Regions from separate parts of the Sus scrofa genome. Here region 1 is linked to region 2. The links are chromatin contacts, called in public Hi-C maps. All regions are on one chromosome and are shown on one strand. Each heading gives the region's core, a stretch centred on a gene start, on an enhancer-like site or on the middle of the called end of the contact. The rest is flanking DNA. Distances are from core to core; before and after follow the strand shown. Region 1 has its middle 300 kb from the start of EPM2A. Region 2 overlaps EPM2A (laforin).

Evidence for each region. Hi-C and Micro-C count contacts between places; a contact is called where the count stands out from the background.
Region 1: a Hi-C map of fetal heart ventricle shows a contact between it and region 2, with 2.7 times the contacts expected there. The contact joins two enhancer-like sites. A contact is called at or near these places in 2 of 47 Hi-C or Micro-C datasets (epiblast stem cells and fetal heart ventricle).

Annotation. Positions count from the first base shown.
Region 1 is chr1:20,108,004-20,112,341 of Sscrofa11.1, reverse strand. No RefSeq gene overlaps it. Among named protein-coding and RNA genes, the nearest start is that of EPM2A, 300 kb to the right of the region's middle. Within about 2 kb of position 2,176, at least 2 of the 83 cell types and tissues checked have an H3K27ac peak or open chromatin away from gene starts, as enhancers often do.
Region 2 is chr1:19,885,085-19,889,252 of Sscrofa11.1, reverse strand. All of the region lies in intron 3 of EPM2A (laforin), which reads right to left. Among named protein-coding and RNA genes, the nearest start is that of EPM2A, 81 kb to the right of the region's middle. Within about 2 kb of position 2,007, at least 2 of the 83 cell types and tissues checked have an H3K27ac peak or open chromatin away from gene starts, as enhancers often do.

The DNA.
Region 1 (4,338 bases), core at 927-3,426, 220 kb before region 2:
TTCCAAAAATAGATAAAGCCCACCCTTTGGGTACAAATATCTCATACTACAGAATAAATCCAAATGACCAGAAATATAAAAAGGCTTTTTCTGTGTAATAAATGGAAGAGTTACTGGAGGTTTAGCAGAGTAAAGAATGGTAGAAACGCCATAATTCTGCCTGACTGTGGGGTGGACCACACACAGTCCAGCAGGCAGAATGACCTGACTCTTCCTCATGCTGCTGTCAGATCAGTGTTCCAAGCCCAGTGAGCCTTTGCAGGTGCTGTTGGTAAATATTCTTGGCCAGTGTGCACACTCCTGCAAATAATGCATGATCGCACACAAATGTTCACCCCCGGGCACCATCTGTAGCATAAATATTTCTAGATGTACCACCCAAAGACCATGGGCTTACAATTTAGAACCTAAATGATCTTTCTTCTTCCTATGTCTGTGTCTTTTCTCAATTGAGATGGTGAAGCCCAAATGGCAGAGGTCTCTCCTCTAAGGTAACTTTTCACATAAGGAAGTTAGGCATAGAGACAGAAGCTAGAGGACCTTCCTTCCCAGTGCTCATCACCCACCTCCCAAAGGCCCCCTTTGCTCCTCCATCTTCCAGACTGACTCTGGGGATGCTGATAGAAGCAAGTCACATCCAGCATTCAATTTCTACTTCTAATTCCATTGTCTTTATTGGCATGATAAGGTGTACAGGTGTTGCCACAATTAATACATCATGTTATTTTACAACAAGTAGTGTTTGGTGTCTATTTCCCATAATGTCCTATTTCCATGACTCCTTATAAGTCTGTCCTGGCTCATTATTCTTTCTTCCAAGAAGTATTCAGGTATATACTTCTTTTCTTGCTAATCAAGGTCGATTTATTTGTTTTGAAGAAGGAAAATGTAATTTTAACTTCTCTGTTGAGCAAGGCTGATTAGGAGCCCTAGTTTTACAACTCAGAGGTGCCATGGTCAAGAGCATGGGTTCCATGTCATCCTGCTTTCAAGTCCTGGCTCTGCCACTTCTTAGGAAGTCTTCTTCTTGAGACCTCTGTTTTCTGTCTGTGTAAGATTTGTACTTTTTGAATTTTGTAACATGAGCACACTTACTAATTCAGAAAGAAATAAAAAACATTTAAAAAAATAATTAAGCCACGCAGGTGTGATATGCAGGACATACCAAAGAGGAAAAACTGGAGGAGTTTTTTGAATCATATCATAGTAATAGATCTGAGACGAGGAGATCCCACCCTTAAATTAAGAAGAGAGAGGATGGATTGACCTGCTGTCTAGCACAGAGAACTCCTACCCAATGTTCTGTGATAATCTATGCGGGAAAAGAATCTGAATGAAAATGAATATGCATTCATGTATAACTGAATCACTTTGTACAGCAGAAATTCTCACACCCTTGTAAATCAACTATACTTCAATAAAACTTAAAAAAGAAAAAAAAAAAGAGAGAGGGAGAGAGAGAAAGAAAACATAGCCTAGGCTCTGAGGACTGAAGGTCAGAGGGAATGGGGTTGGGTTTCATGATGGCAGCTGGTTGACATCTGTTTCAGGAAGCAGGTCTTCCATCAGGTTTCTCCCTCCAAGATCCTCCTACCCTCACTATTTTCCCTTCATTCTTCTTCTCCTTTCCATCCCCTTTCATAGCTTCTTTGATGAATTCTAAATCAGAACTTCTGAACCTCAGTAACTTCCTGACACTTACATTCTCCATCACACTGGCATCTTGCCAGTGTATGTTTTATGCTTCCAATACATTTGAAAGCGTGTTTTTTTTTTTTTAATCTAATTCCTCTCTTCTATTATAGCCTGGCCCAACACCTTGTCCATTCTTGCCTCAGGAATGTGGTAGATTGTTTGCACAGTGGTGGTAGTACCTCCTCTCATTCCTGTCCACACCTCATGACTTTGCAGCTCTACTCGTGAAGGATTGCAGCCTGTTTCCCCACGTGTAGAGTCTGGGCTGGCCTCATGATCTGCTTCAGCCTAAAAAATGTGGCTGAAGTGACATTCTGAGAACTCTGAAGCTTCTCTTCTCCCCTTCTTGGACTTCTGCTCTGAGTAGGGGACTTACCCAGCCATATGGAAAAGAATCCTGCAGCCTGCCAGCCACACATGTACAAGGGACCACCTTAGACCAGGGTTGAGCTGCTAGGTGACTCCAATGGCACTGTTGACCCCAGCCAGAGCAGTTCACGTTGCTAAACCCCAGAAGTGTGAGAAAACCAACAGCATTTGCTTTAAGCAACTAAGTTTTGGGTGGTATGTTGTGCAGAATACAGGACTGAAGCAAGGATTCTGATTAAATGCAGTGTTAGAACAGTTGTCACTCTTGCTTGTCCTTAGGTGTAGTTGTGAATTCACACATTGGCAAGTAGCAGTAACAGTCAAGGGAAGAAATAGCAGGTGAGCAGGTAGAAGCCTTGGGTGTGCTGGAGCCCTTTCTCAGAAATAGCAGCATAATTGCTGGCTGCAGTTTTCTTATAGATTAAATTTTTCACTTACTGAGCAAATATATCTATAACAGAGGTCACAACGTCTTATTCCTACCTATCATAGGTGGTAAATGTCAAGATTAGTGTGCATGATTCTCCTTAATTCTACCTCTCTCCTGTGAATATTCAGGTAAACAGGCACCATAGACAAAGTTTTCTTTTCTGTAAAGTCTGGACATGCCATCTTGAATTAGAAGAGAAGGGAGGTGAGTTGCTGTTATTGTTGGTAGAAGCAAAAGGCACCTGGAAGAGGGAGGAGGGAAAGCAGGGGGTGGACCTGCACCAAAGTCTAGAACTTACCCCAAAGTCTAAAACCCAACACAGCTCCTGGGAATTTGATTTGGGGTCACTGTGGAGCAGGGCACAAAAATGTAAACATCCACAGTGGTGCTAGTCACATGAATAGGTGCAGTCCAGTGGGAGAACTAGGGGAAGTGGTAGGGCCTGGTGAGTGAGAGCATATACAGAGCTTACAGGGGACAATGACATGACTCTGCTTTCTTAGTTTTTTGGAATGAAAGCCCAATGTGGCCATGATCTCCAGTTGTTCAAGAGGAGCTGAACATTTGAATTATTAAGTGAAGTCACTAAAGTTTAAATTCTAATGACAATTTTAGAAGAATGTAAAACCCTAGGAATGCTACCCAAAGCATGTCTGCAGACTAGTTTGTAACCTCTGACAAATAGAGTCAGAAATGATACTCACTATATTTAACAGCTGGAAGATTCACCATGTTTAAGAGCTGGGATGTCCACTCTGGCCACAGCACTAAGCCTGTGCTTGACCGGGTGTTAACCTGTAGTTGCTGGATGATGAGGATATGGAGAAGATATGGGGACAGGGGCTGGGTAGCTGGAGCCATCATGTGATTCTCAAGGGGGTTTCCAGGGAAATGGCTATTTTGTAACCAGTGTGGAATTATTTCAGTATCTTAACAAAGGGTAGTATCAGATGATTATCTGATTATCAGCTCTGTAACAAAGAGAGATGAATATCAGCTCTGTAACAGAGTAAATTCATAGTACCTAGCATTTTTTCTTCAGTATTTTATTTTCTGTTTTATTATTGTAAGAAAAAAGATTAATGAAGGCTCTTGCTGCTGAATATTATAACAGTTCTTGCTTTTATTCTCAGTTGATTCCTCTAGTGCCCAGCAATTGTCTCCAGAGCAACGATTTCTGTTTTTATAAATCTTAGATCATGAAGAGGTAAGGAGGAAGCAAGAGTAATGGCAAAATCTTTACAAGCCAAGATTTTCTTTCCAACATGAAAAAGTTTGTAATAAAACCTCAGTTCTCTCACTTGCCTATTTATAGCCATATCTTGAGTGCCTTAGTGCTGGTTATAACCTAGAAAAATGAAATGTATTGCTCAGTCAATCAAATACTTCTTGAACATCCACTGTGCAATCAGCACTTTGCTAGGTGCTATCAGGGATTCAAGAGAAAAACCAATCTCTAAAAGACCATCACACTTTCATGGGCAAATAAGAGATAACACAGCAACAGGTGAATCCGGGTACAAAACAGAGTGTATTGATCTGACTGGAGGTGTGTGTTGAGGAATGATGACAGGGTAGCTGAGGAAAGCAGAGGACTATGAGTTCTGAGCTGACAAAGCTTACCTTCTGCCTCTTCATACCAGGGTGTTTAGTGGAAATCCATCACCTCCTTTCCTGTAGACCCCACCTGGGCTAGTGCTATCATGCTTCACAGTGATTGTTGGAAGCCTGTTTCCCAGATCATTCTCCATCATCCCAGTTTGTCTATTGCTTGATTCCCATCCCCCCCCAACTTCCCACCCACTTGGGTTGTTGCATTTTCTGTAGAACAGAGTCAGTCAACA
Region 2 (4,168 bases), core at 758-3,257:
TTCTGCTGAGCCAAAACAGGAACTCCCGGGTCAGCATATATTACTTCAAGAAGGAATGAAAGAGGAAAGCTATACAGAATCCTGGATGAAAACTGTGCTGTGACATTCTTCAGCTGCTCTCTGTCCTCAACCACTAGGGACACCACAGTCCTGGGGGATCCTCAGGGGCCACAGAGAAGCTACCTGTCCAGCCTTCACATTGCCTCCTAGCAGAGGAGGGGAAAGGCCCTCTCTCAAAGTTCATGGCAGATTTTTACTGAGACCTGGAATTCTCCCATAAGAGCCACTCAAGTAAGTTTAGACTTTCCTCCTTAGATGTCCTCTTTTAAAATGCAAGTGCCCTGAAGGGGCCAGCACAACACCTTGCAATCAGGCATCGGCCCCTTAGGAGAGACTTTATGGAAGCCCCACAGTGGCCTGAAGGCCTCCCATGGAAGCGGGGAGGGGGGGGTGTCTTGGCTTCAGGCACACCACACTGTGAGATCAGCAGGAAATCAAACAGAAGCCAGATAATATTCTAATGTTGCTGCTGGGGCTGTTAATCCCTCTGACAAGGGATCTAAAGGCCTCACACAGCATTTCAGAGACGTTTTTAACAGGAATGCTTTAGGCAGAGCACACTTTGCATTTCCTGAAGCCCCATCTCTTCCCAGTGCCTGTTGCTACACTTTCAGTTCCCTTCCTGGTCCCCAAGGGCATCTGAAGTGGAGACATACCAGCTCCCCAGCCTTGCTGGGTTTCTGAGTCCAAATGAACTTTAAACTTTAATTGTGTTTGGTTGCAGGGTGCTCTGAGGTTATAGCTAGGTGGGCCTGCCATACAGTCCGTTGCTCTAGAGGCAGTAAAACATTACCGGAGACGTAACAAGGTGTAAGAGAGCATATCTACTGGAGAGATATCTCGCTGTGTGTCTCAGAAGAGTACTGTGTATTTGATCCACTCTTTGAATTGGGGCATCAGAGGAGCAAAACCTCCAAGGTCGGTTTGAGTGACCCTGCTGATAGGGTTAAGCCGTTCAAGGGCAGAGCTTCTGTTCCCTGGAGGGTTTTAGAGGTTTACTTTCCATAATATTGGCAGAGAAGGAACTCCCAGTGATGGATCTGGGAAGCTTGGGTTCTTCTGCCCCTGCCACAGCTGGTATTGCTTTTCAAGTTCCCTGTAAAAGCTGCCTCTCCAGTTACCATGTGCATTGCCAGGAGATAAACATTTTTTAATGTGGGTTTTCAAATGCCCAATAGACAAGGAGACCACAGTGGCCATTTGCAGGGGGAGCTGCCAGAGTCAGAGTCCCAGAGTCAATACTCAGCTTTTGCAGTATCGGCGGACACAGCCCACTGCAGCCAGGGCGGCTCTATGGGCCCATCAAGATCCCTTCTCTGACCTTCTCTCTGGCCAGAGGTTACCCAAGGAAGGGTCTGCACCAAATGGCCAAATGACCTAGTATCTCCCCCTTCCCTTTTTATCCGTAAAAGACTCCTTAACAGGTATGTATACAGTTTAGAAGTTGAAAAGGAATAGGTGCTTAAGGTTCAGTGAGCTCAGATGCATAATCCTGGAAGGTAAATGTCACGTGGAAACTCCAGAAGGCTCTCAGTTTAAACACAGGCTTCACCCGCCAGGAGTCTTCTCCTAGAAGCCCTCAGCCATCCCACTTAAGACCTGTCAAACAATTATTTAAAAGCATAAAGAATGAAGAAAGTACAAAAAAGGAGCACCAGAGAAGCAGATGATCTAGGACGTCTATCTATCTCTGGTCCTGGCCTCGGCTGGACGGTTTTCTTTTGGCCCCACATTGATTGATGACAGCTAACTATACTGAGCCCTTTCTATCTGCCAAGCACTGTTGTAAGTAACTGTGCGTGCAATAGCTCCATGACTGCCACCTCTCAACAACTATGAGGTTGGTACTATAATTATCCTTAGTTATATCTGAAATCTGCCCATGGTTATTTCCTAATGGCAACTCAAACCCGGCCATCCAGATTCTAAAGACTGGTCTTAACTTCTGTACCATGGTCCTTCCCTAATCTACCCAGTCAGTGGCACTTGTTGGTTCCCCTGCAGTCAGTCTGAATTCTCAGCCAGTCCTTGCAGCCACCTTGTCTGCTCATGCCCTGGCTCTCACTCCAGTGTGAGAATCCCGGGGCTCAGCCCTCACCCTAGAGTGGCCACCTCTATCCTATAGCCACATGTTCTTCTGCTTGAAAACCCATTCTAAGGAGCCTGAGCTAATACATAACCCACCAAGAAATCACAAGAGGGTCCCCATATCAGAGCTCACACAACAAAGTCAGGGTCAGCCAGATCCTCTAATTTCTATGCTTCATATATTTAAGCTCCAGATAGAATTGAATTCAATAAAAGTTTCCATTTTCCAAAAACAATAATACCTCAAGGCAAGAGAGAACCACTGATTCTTTTTTAATGTAAAATATTCCAAATTTTAAATGTTGGCAACTAAGTTGAAAATTTCAAAAATTTAAAATTTGAAAGTGCAGGTCCAACAGAACACTGCACCATCTGTGATTCTTACTTTGAAATTTAAAACAGGCCTGACGCTCCATAGAGGCTCAGTAAATATTCGTTAAGTACATGAATTAAAACAAAGTAAAACAAAACCATGAATACCGATTTGATCTGAGATACTCTGAGTTCCCTCTAATCTTAACTTCTGGTCCACATCTCCTCCAGGCTAATGCAACTTGGAATGATAAAAACTACATGAAAAGATGCAATGAGCCAGCAAGCAGAGGTTGTGAGAGGTGGGACAGGGGTATGGTGGGCAGCCCAAGGCTTTAGGACCTGAATAAATGGGAATAAGGGGATCCTAAAGATATCTGCGATTGAGCTAAGCTCTCCCTGAGAGAAATCATTCCCAGCATAATGTTCAGCCTCCCTCTCTCTCCCTCTCTCTTTCTTTCTCTCTCTCTCTCTCTCTCTCTCACACACCACACACACACACACCTTTCTTAATCCAGAGGCAGATTCATAGCTGAATGTATTACTATTTTATTTGAGCATATCTTCTTTTCCTTATTATAGATAAGGTCCACATTATAACACCCTTTGGCAGAAACTGAAGGACTTGGACTAATAATATAGTCCTGACCTTGGGATTTGCAAGGCACCTTCCTATCAATTATCTTATTCTCTTGTTATAATCCTATAAGGCAGAAATTATTACTCTCCTTTTTCTAGATGCAGGAACGAGCCTGCCCATATCACACAGCAGCTCAGACAGTGATAAGGCTCCAAGGCCAATGTCTTTGCTTCATGGCAACACTGAATTTAGCGTGTTGAGTCAGAGAAAGAAGGCAGGCTGTGACAACAAAGGGTGGCCGCGGACTCAGGACAGCATATTACCTTTTTGGGAGGCAAGGATGGACCATTTGTTATCAATAGCACTGAAATAATGGAAGCCAAAACCTAATCTGAGAACTTCCTACCTGGACCAAAACTGACTTTCAATGAACAGATTTAATGTTTTCAGGTGAGGGCTATATTGGGGAGCTTTTTGTTTCTCAGGTGAAAGATACAAACCACGATTTTTTTTAAAAAAAGAAAAAAGTCTCAAAAAACCCCAACCCCTCTGCATATGACAAAAAGAACAAGAGGAAGGATCGATGGCACGATTGGTTGTAACAGGTCTGTGACAACCATGGTGACAGTCAGGCCTAACAAACTGTCTTCTTTCCTCAGACTTTATCTGACAGCAGTATGCTGTGGCTCAAAACACTTCCAGATGGATTTTCCCCTAGAGTATTAAAAATATTCAGCTGAATTAATCTCTGTGTTCATTGTGCTAATACTGTGGGCCACACAGATTGATTTATTGGTCAAAAATGCCTCTGTGACTAGGAGGCAGTTGTTAGCCCTTTGACTGCTCCCCCAGGCTATGCTGAACCAAAGAAACCTTTCCTTGGTCTTGGAGTTGGGCCTTTTTCAAGTGGGAGCTTTCATTTTGCTGCCACTTCATATTCCCAGACTGCCTCAGTGTAGAAGATACTTCATTGTAGGACTGGGTTCTGGTGACTGGTGACTCTATGAGCCACCCCCACCCCTCAAAAAAAGGTCTGACTACAATTACAGTGGGTCTTTGGCGATAGAATTTTCCCTCAGATTTCTTCATCTTCCCAAACTATCAAGTAAACTGCCTATTTTTCAGCAG